Linked DNA regions of Sus scrofa: regions 2 and 3 are each linked to region 1. A link is a contact called in public HiChIP or PLAC-seq data. All regions are on one chromosome and are shown on one strand. Each heading gives the region's core, a stretch centred on a gene start, on an enhancer-like site or on the middle of the called end of the contact. The rest is flanking DNA. Distances are from core to core; before and after follow the strand shown.

Region 1 (3,123 bases), core at 400-2,899:
CATCTCAAATGAAGTACTTAATTTTACTACCGGGCACAATAGAAGACATGGAACTAAAATATTAATGGGTAGCAGTAAGTTAAAAAAAATCCAGACTCTCCCCGACCCCATTAGGTCCACCTTATAAGACCTACTGAACGCCATTGCTGAGAATTCTATTGCAGCCGACTTCTTTCTCAGCATCTATCTGTCTTTCTGTCGTCTTTCTCTTTTTATCTCTTTCTCTCTCTCTCTCTCTCTTTTTTTTTTTTTTTTTTTTTTTTTTTGGCTATGCCCATATCTTGCATACATTCCTAGGCCAGGGATGGAACCTGAGCCACAGAAGTAACCTGAGCCACAACAGTGGTAACACTGGATCCTTAACCACTAGGCTATGAGGGAACTCCCATGAATTTCTTTAAATAATGTGTGTGTGTGTGTGTGTGTGTGTACCTGTGTGTGTATTTTAGGAATGCTGGAAATTTGCTTTATGAAAAATGAATTAAGAGACTTTGACATGCTATTTTAATTGCTAGAGCTTAAGGCTTCATTTCAACAAGATATATTTAGCATAATATTTTTGCTAAAAGTCGATCAGGCATATTGGATTGAGTTTGTTGGCAGGAAGCCTATCATTAATATTTGTTTCCTTTTCCAGAATTTTCATATAAGCTCAAATTTCCCAGGGTAAATTGGCTAGTTTTCCAAAATATTTCAGAGGATGAGTCGTGCCCGCCAGAGACTGTGCTATTTTGTGTGCCTTAAAGTGGGTTAATTCTGGAGTTCCCATCGTGGCACAGTGGTTAACGAATCCGACTAGGAACCATAAGGTTGCGGGTTCGGTCCCTGCCCTTGCTCAGTGGGTTAACGATCCGGCGTTGCCGTGAGCTGTGGTGTAGGTTGCAGACGCGGCTCGGATCCCGCGTTGCTGTGGCTCTGGCGTAGGCCGGTGGCTACAGCTCCGATTCAACCCCTAGCCTGGGAACCTCCATATGCCGCGGGAGTGGCCCAAGAAATAGCAACAACAACAACAACAAAAGACAAAAAAAAAAAAAAGTGGTTTAATTCTGATTGGACAGAGCAGTGACCTGTCTGGACCCAGTGCCCACACCCCACCCCCACCCTGCAACGAGGTGGATGCCAAGGCCAAGCAGGGGTAGGACACCGGGAACTCACTGGCATTTAACGTCTATGGTTTTCTGTTGATTGAAACCACAGCTGATGCTGAGCCTCACTTCTGCTCCCATTTCAGCCCCGACCTATTTTTAGGGCAAAGAACTCGAGACTTTATATTGGAAGTTAAATTTAGTGAGGGTGAAATAGGGAGCTCATGGAAACTCTCTTCCCATTCAAAACACATCGTCAGGCTTGGAGAAAATGCAAAAAGAACATAAAGAAGTGACAGTGAAGAGAAGAAAAAAGAGGACCAGTTTGAAGTCTGGATCTGATCCTTGGCTGAATTCCATTTGGCCGGTGAGACAAGCTCTCAGATCTGATTTGATTTAGGGCTGCAACAATGAAGATGCAATAAAGTATTGCAGACACTTAACGGCAATGCTCTATATTAAAAGATGAAGACAGGATGGTTTATGCTTCCCCAAGAGTAGACAGGCCACTTCAAAAAGAGGAAACAGTCAGTGTGACTCACGTTTCCCAGACTCTGCCCCTAAGAGCACAGACAAGGGGCGGGGACAGGAACACGCTTCTGACTTACTGCTCCCTCAGGGCTCACCTCCAAGATGCCAGGGTACCTTGCTTCACCAGCTCGGGGTAAAATTATTATTCAGATCTGCCTCTAAGTCATCTACCACTTGAATGCATTTTCTTCTCTCCACGGTGGCCCTCCCCCCATGATAAATCCCCAGACTCAGAGGTTGTCTTAGTTCAAAGAGCCAGATTTGCTTTATCTTGGCTGGAGTCAGAATTTAGCTTCATCCCCAGGAGGCTAGAGGATAACTACTACTTACTAGGTACAGATTGGTCCCTACTAAAGGCAGTCTGGGCTCCCAACAAGGTCATTTTTGTTACTCGGGTCTCTGTTTACAAACACACACACACACACTCACTCTCTCTTCACTGTGCCCAGAGTAGCCCCTTCCTGATAGAATTCAGGCGGTGCTGCGGCCCCTGGTGACCAGCATAACCTTCTCTTCCCCAGCCTCCCCTGCCTCCCTTTCCACCAAGGTGATCCCCCTGGGGTCCCCCTAGTCAAGTCTGTTGATCATCTGACCTCAGCGAGACACCCTGTCCCCCTGGATGTTTTGTAATGTTGGCTGACTTCCAAAGGGACGGGGTGTGGGGCACTGCTGCGTCTGGCTTTTCAGGAGGCTCCATGGATTTTATGCAAATTTGTGAACCTCTGCACCGGAACCTTTAAGATCCATCTACCGAAACGAATTACACCCTTTCAATGGAGCAGCGGATGCCTGTCTGCCGTGAGCTGCATGATACAAGAGGCCATGCAAAGGCTTCTAGAAGACCTGCTCCAAGATGACGTGCTGCCTCCACCATTTGGTCCCTGCTGTGCTCCTCCAGGTAAAATGATACAGACCCTAGTGAAGCGGGACCCGCTCCTCCTGAGATCCTTTCTCAGAGAGTGTGAACGGGAGAGAAGTCAGCCGGGGCTTTGGGACCTTTTTCTGAGGCTGGGCACCGCGGAAGGTCATTTCCCCCGGTGAACGCTGTGGGCTCAGCGGCCCCTGCTTAGATTCCCGTGCCAGGCAGGGGCCTCAAAAGCTGGTCGTCTTCCCGAGATCGTTCTGGCAGTGCCTTCGTCCTCTGCGTTTGAGGCAGTGAGGCTGGTAACGAGCTGGGGTGAGCCAGTGCCTGTGACCAAAGACAGAAGCAGGCATTTGGGTTTGGCCAATAGAGAGGACGAGGCCCAAGCCCCAGCCTACGTCCCCGCCTTCACCCCCACAGTGGGGTCCCAGGTCTCTTATTCGCATTTGCCCTGGGAAGCCTCTCCTCCCCGTGAAGGGGAGTGTCCTTCCCCCACCCTCATCCCTGAGTCTCCTCAGTGGGGTCCCAGGCAGGGACCGTATAACCTCCCACTTCCGTCCAGAGAGCCTGGTGCAGGGGTGCCCGGCTCTGCCCCTAACACCCGTGGGCTCTCTGCCTTCTCTCTTCCCTCCCTGTAGGGCCTTG
Region 2 (3,123 bases), core at 297-2,796, 460 kb before region 1:
CAAAACAGTTTGATTCTTTCTACTGAGAAGTTTTCAAAATAGTACATTGGTTCCCTGAGCCTTTCGAGAATATCAGTGTCTTACTGTGTTATTATTATGAACCATAGGATTTAGACAGTCTATGTGTTTAAGTAAACATGTTCTGTGTATTCAAATCCTTTTATTTATTTATTTATTTATTTTGTCTTTTGTCTTTTTAGGGCCACACCCCATGGCATATGGAGGTTCCCAGGCTAAGGGTCTAATTGGAGCTACAGCTGCCAGCCTACACCACAGCAACGCTGGATCCTTAACCCACTGAGTGAGGCCAGGGATCGAACCTGCAACCTCATGGTTCCTAGTCAGATTAGTTTCTGCTGTGCCAAGATGGGAACTCCTCAAATCCTTTTAAATTACCACACCTATTGATCAAATGTGTCTCTTTTTGCCCAATGCTCCCAAGTCTTTTTGAGACAATCCAAACAGATTTTAACCTATTTCTGGTGTTTTGGTATGACAGGATGTATTAGGCTCTTTTTGTACTTTTCCAGCACCGGTCCTGGAAAGAGTCATTTCTTCAAGATGCCCTTGTTTTTTTGCTGTTGTTTTTTCTTTTTTTGGCTGCCCTATGACATATGGAGTTCCCAGCCAGGGATCAGATCCAAGGTGCAGCTGTGACCTATGCTGCAGTTGCAATGCCAGATTCTTAAACCAGTGTGCTGGGCTGGGGATACAACCTGCATTCCAGTGCTGCAGAGACACTGCCAATCCCATAATACCACAGCAGCAGCTCCTGCCCTCGTTTTGTTTTCTTTTTCGTTTTTTTTTAACTGGGAAATGAAAACACTATACATATTTAGAAAACACTATACATATATGACTTTTACATAGATAAAATCTCCTGGGACTTCCATTAAATGTTTTTCTCTTTTGTTATACTGAATATTTATTTTGAACTTGGCCAATTTACTCTCCAAGTCTATTTTCTCACTTGTAAAATGTGCACTGTAATGATCCTTACTGATTAAGTCTATGGTACCAACAAGTCAATACATGTCAAGTATTTAGAATAGTGCCAGTGTTAGTACTTAATAAATAAATGTTAATTATGATTTAATACCTAGCATTAGCTTTATATTCAGATTTTGATATATGGTAATTTATGTTAAGATCAAATAATTCCTTAACAACTCCCAGTTCCCTTGGATTATCTATCTTGACACCCTAAATTTCCCTGACCTCATTTGAGCAGTCAGGCACTTAGGCAGCAGGGTTCAATTAAGAAGCCAGGAGAAAGAGCAACCAACTCCAAAGTTATTTTTTGCTTCTTGGAAGGCCATCTGTTGCCATGACCCATTTCACAACATGGAAATTCATCAGCTGAGTGCAATTTCCCTTCAATCAGTGGCCCAGTAAATAGAATTACACTGCTAATTTTAAATTTCAAATGGTCAGCATGGGTTAAAAAAAAATGCCCATTCATCAATAAAGATTCTGCAGATTCTGCAATTAATTGAGATTACACAGGGTCCACTGTATGCCAGGATTTTGACAGAGAAGTGGGAAATAAGTTTGTTTTCCTTCACTTCCTAAGCCACTGGCACACAGTGAACAGATAGTTCCAAATCGGTTCCAGATCTTCCACTCTTTTTTTTTTTTTTTAGTGATTTTTATTTTTTCCATCATAGCTGGTTTACAGTGTTCTGATAAATTTTCTACTGTACAGCAAGGTGGCCCAGTCACACATACATATGTACATTCTTTTTCTCACATTATTATGCTCCATCACAAGTGACTGGATATAGTTCTCAATGCTATACAGCAGGATCTCATTCCATATCCCTTCCAAAGGTAACAGTTGGCTTTTTTTTTTTCGCTTTTATTTTTTTTTGCCTTGATGCTGCAGTGAATGGATAAGGGAATTTGTCTTCACAAACCTAGTCCTGCCAAGACTGGACTGATTTCCTTAAAGGGAATAGGTTGATGGTTTTTTGAATAAACTTTATGAAAAGCTCACGTTAAAAATAAATTCATAACGACAAAATGTTTTCCAATTAATATAGAGATTTCTTAGTTTCTGAAGTGTGTTGTGGGACTGGATAATATACCAAAAATTGCTTTGCAGGATATTCTTAGGACAATCGATGAAATTGTCCTAAGATTGTGGATTGGAGTACTATGTCATATGAAATTTCCTGAATTTGATAACTGCTTTGGTCTTAGAAAATAAACACTGGGAGTTCCCTGGTGGTGCAGTGCATTAAGGATCTGGCATTGTCACTGCAGTGGCTCCAGTCACAGCTGTGGTGCAGGTTCAATCTCTAGTCCTAGAAATTCCACATGCTATGGGCATGACCAAAACACACACCCACTGAACAATTGAAGAGTAAAGGGACATGATGTTTGCAGAGTACTCTCAAATGGTTCAGGTTAATGTGTGTGTGTGTGTGTGTGTGTGTGTGTGTGTGTGTGTATCTGTGCATGTGGCACAGAGTTGGAGAGAGTGCATATATGCACAAGCATTCCAAGTGTGGCAAGTGTTAAACACTGGTAAACACAAACCTCAGTAAAGGGTATAGGGAAGTTCTTGATATCATTCTTGAAATTCTTCTGTAAGTTTTTGTTTTTGTTTTTGGTTTTTTTGCCTTTTTAGGGCCACACCCACAGCATATGGAGGTTCCCAGGCTAGGAGTCCAATTGGAGCAGAAGCTGCTGGCCTACACCACAGCCACAGCAACGTGGGATCCGAGCTGTGTCTTCGACCTATACCACAGCTCATGGCTGGATTCTTAACCCACTGAGCAAGGCCAGGGATTGAAACCTCATCCTCATGGATACTAGTTGGGTTCATTAACCACTGAGCCATGACAGGAACTCCTGTAAGTTTAAACTTATTCCAAAATAACATGGTTTTTTAAAATTAATTGGTTCATTAAAAAATGTTCTGTAAATGAATGCATAAGCTGAGGCCAAGAAAATAAATGAAAACATACGATCTATTCAAAAGTCAAATTAATAATCCACCTATGGAGAAGCAGGTTAAGCATGAAAAATTGAAAGTAATCATTTGAGCTCAGCAGTAAGAAACACCAACAATGCAAGCCTTGACGCTCTCCTGATACCAGTGCTATATTTACCAACTGG
Region 3 (3,123 bases), core at 287-2,786, 390 kb after region 1:
ATTCAGAAGAGAGGGAGAGAGAGTGTGTGATCCAGTGGGTAGAGAAGACTTCCTAGAAGGGGTGGAGGTTGAGCAGGGATTTCAAAACCCAAGAGAGCTTTGGGCTGGCCCAGAACAATGGGGAAAGGGTGAGGAGGGCTGGAACAAAGGGGACTGGGTGGCCTGGAGCAAGATCTGTACATATTCCAGGAGCCTCAGGGGAATAGCCCTGAGACACAGGTGCCTGGGAAATGCGGAGACGGTTGGGGTGGAGAATGGAGAGGAAGCGGTGCCTAGAGAGCCATGAATGCCAGCTTCACTAAGAATTTTTCCCTTAAGTGTGTGCTTTCTTTTGTTTTTGAGGGCAGGGCACCCAGGGTAGACTGAGAGATTTTGCCAAAGGCATTGGAGGCGGGGAAAGAGAGAAGCAAAGAACATTCAGAAGGGGCTCTTGGAGTTGGCTCAGGGGTTCAGCCCCCTTTATGGGGTGCTTTCTCTGGGTCTTGAGGGAGGAGAGACGCTCTCCTGGAAGGAGCTCACAGTCTAGCAATGGGAGACAGGGTCCCCGAATGCAGTGCCAGGAACACTACGGTAGAAGAGCTGGACATTTCCAGCCTGGGCTATCAGGGAAGGCTTCCCAGAGGAAGGGACACCAGAGGACGAGGTGGAGTTAGGCAGGTACAGAAGCAGACAGAGGAACAGCAGGTGCCGAGGCCCCGACGCGACAGGGATCGGGTCAGTACAGAAACTACAGATTGGTTGGCTTTGGGCAAAGGTGGACACGCGCAAGTGACCAGAGGTGAGTCTGGAGAGATGGGCAGGCCTGCGATCATGGCTTATTCAGAAGGTGTGGGTGTGGGACGTGGCCAGGATGGCAGTTTGAAGACAACATGCTGATGGGAGACTAAAAGGTGGAAACGTGCTAGCAGGGCACTCGGAGGGGTGAAGGGTCAAAGGCCAGACTCTGGGGGTGGAGGGAGCAGGACGGTGGGACTGTCACAAAGCTTTTGAGTGGAAGAACAGATAAAACTCGGTGCCAGTGGTGACGTGGGATGAGGGACCGGAAAGGATCAGCCTTTGAATTTTTTGAGCTCGAGCAGCTCAGAGAAGGCTGTGACTGTTGAGAGAAATAGGGAAGTTCAGAGGGGAAACCGGTTTTTGGAGGGGAAACTGGGGGTGGGGGAAAGACAATTGTTTCAGTTTTGGACAGTTGTTTGCTCTCTTGAGTTGCTTTGTTTGGTTTCTATAGTTGTTTCTTCTTCCCTTAAAACTTAGTTTCGGTGTTTAGAGAGAAAAAGAAAAAAAAAAAAAAAAAGCCTAGTTTTATATCTTGCCCAAGATCGAGGCACATCTTTCTCTGCGGCCCAAAATGACTCAAGAACCTAAGGGATCAATAGACAATTGAGTTGCTCCAGATTTTCAGTGCCAGGTGCCAAGGTGAGGAGGTTCTTGTCAGCACAGGGGCAGGTGAAGGGAGGCTTGGGGACTTTACCTGGTTGGCTAGACCTCTGTTTTTCTCTGGAGTCCTTACTTCAAGAATCAGAGCTTCCTGATGGACCTGTTGGGCAAGAATCCTAGGTCTGTCATCATAGACCTTCCTGGCTCAGCTTCCTAGAACTTCCCTTTTTTTTCTTTCTTTTTTTTTTGGCTTTTTAGGGCCACACCCAAGGCTTATGGAAGTTAGTTCCCAGGCTAGGGGTTGAATTGCAGCTTCAGCTGCTGGCCACAGCCACAGCCACATGGGATCCGAGCCTCCTCTGCAACCTACACCACAGCTCATGGCAACGCTGGATCCTCAACCCACGAAGTGAGGCCAGGGATCGTACATGCATCCTCATGGATGCTAGCTGGATTTGTTTCCACTGTGCCACAACGGAAACTCCAGCAAAAGCTTTCTAAACAGCTCTTGCTCTCTGGGGACAGTAGCTAAGGTTTCACTTACCTCACTTATTTCAGAGCCCTGCCCTAGCTGGTGGCTGGGGCTACCTGTCAGGGAGAAAATGGGTCAGCCTGATTCTCCTGATCGCTGAAGTGGAGAAAGTCCGTGGTGTGGGGTGAAGGAGAGACAGAATGGCTGACCCTGGCTCCTCTCCACAAGGGCCAGAGAAGAAGCAGTTTGGAGGGAGGCCAGCTGACTGCTCTGTCTCCTCCAAACCCTTTCAATCCACCAGCCATGCTGCCTCTTTGACACCCTTGGAGGCAGTGTCCCTGACTGACCTCATTAAGCACAAGACGTTTACCTTGAATTTCGTGGAGTTAAGCTAACCCTACCTGAACGACTTCCTTAGCAGGGGTGAAGCTTTGTTGAAGGGCAAAAATAAAAGGAGTTCCCGTCCTGGTGCAGCCGAAATGAATCTGGCTAGGAACCATGAGGATGCGGGTCTGATCCCTGGACTCACTCAGTGGGTTAAGGATCCGGCATTGCTGTGGCTGTGGTGTAGGCCGGCAGTTGTAGCTCCAATTCCACCCCTACCCTGGGAATCTCCATATGCCTCAGGTGAGGCCCTAAAAAGAAAAAAAAAAAAAAAGAATAACTCTATTAAATTGGGATTTCATGGAAGTAGGGGGGCAGCTGCTCTGAAATCAAGGAGGAATGCTGGGAATTCCCGTGGTGGCACAGCCAGCACAACTGAATATCCATTAGGATGTGGGTTTGATCCCTGGCCTCGATCAGTGGGTTAAGGATCTGGCGTTGCTGTGAGCTGCAGCGTAGGTCACAGACATGGCTCGGATCCCACTTTGCTGTGGCTCTGGCTGTGGCTGGCAGGTGCAGCTCCAATTCCACCCCTAGCCTGGGAACCTCCATATGCCACACATGTGGCCCTTAAAAGCCAAAAAAAAAAAAAGGGGTGGGGGAGAAGCTCTGTTGTCTTTTTTTTTTTTTTCTTTTTCAGCTGCCCCCGAGGCATATGGAAGTTCCCTGGGCCAGGGATTGAATCCGGCCTGGAGCTGAGACCTACACCACAGCTGCAGCAACTCCAGATCCTTAACCCATTGCCCCACAGTTGGGACACCCCTGATGTCATTTTTGACTCCTCTTTCCAAACTCCTCCTGGCCCAAACTGCAATCAGTTGACTGACTCTTCCTTCTATAAAGCACCCTTCAAACCTGTCCACTTCTCTCCATTCTCACTTTGGCCTTAA

The links. HiChIP or PLAC-seq counts read pairs in DNA pulled down with a chosen protein or histone mark.
Region 2: an H3K27ac HiChIP or PLAC-seq map of skeletal muscle shows a contact between it and region 1. The contact joins two enhancer-like sites. A contact is called at or near these places in 3 of 47 Hi-C or Micro-C datasets (liver, mesenteric adipose tissue and skeletal muscle) and 1 of 2 datasets of contacts at active chromatin or transcription factors (skeletal muscle).
Region 3: an H3K27ac HiChIP or PLAC-seq map of alveolar macrophages shows a contact between it and region 1. The contact joins two enhancer-like sites. A contact is called at or near these places in 1 of 5 promoter capture datasets (liver) and 1 of 2 datasets of contacts at active chromatin or transcription factors (alveolar macrophages).

The regions. Positions count from the first base shown.
Region 1 is chr7:11,728,992-11,732,114 of Sscrofa11.1, reverse strand. LOC110261785 (a long non-coding RNA gene) reads left to right here. Exons shown (of 5, transcript XR_002346323.1): 3 at 2,304-2,514; 4 at 3,117-3,123. Among named protein-coding and RNA genes, the nearest start is that of DTNBP1, 10 kb to the right of the region's middle. Within about 2 kb of position 1,649, at least 18 of the 83 cell types and tissues checked have an H3K27ac peak or open chromatin away from gene starts, as enhancers often do. A contact at or near this core is called in alveolar macrophages and skeletal muscle, where this site is marked.
Region 2 is chr7:12,188,719-12,191,841 of Sscrofa11.1, reverse strand. All of the region lies in intron 1 of LOC106504328 (a long non-coding RNA gene), which reads right to left. Among named protein-coding and RNA genes, the nearest start is that of GMPR, 64 kb to the left of the region's middle. Within about 2 kb of position 1,546, at least 2 of the 83 cell types and tissues checked have an H3K27ac peak or open chromatin away from gene starts, as enhancers often do. A contact at or near this core is called in skeletal muscle, where this site is marked.
Region 3 is chr7:11,340,909-11,344,031 of Sscrofa11.1, reverse strand. No RefSeq gene overlaps it. Among named protein-coding and RNA genes, the nearest start is that of JARID2, 16 kb to the left of the region's middle. Within about 2 kb of position 1,536, at least 17 of the 83 cell types and tissues checked have an H3K27ac peak or open chromatin away from gene starts, as enhancers often do. A contact at or near this core is called in alveolar macrophages, where this site is marked.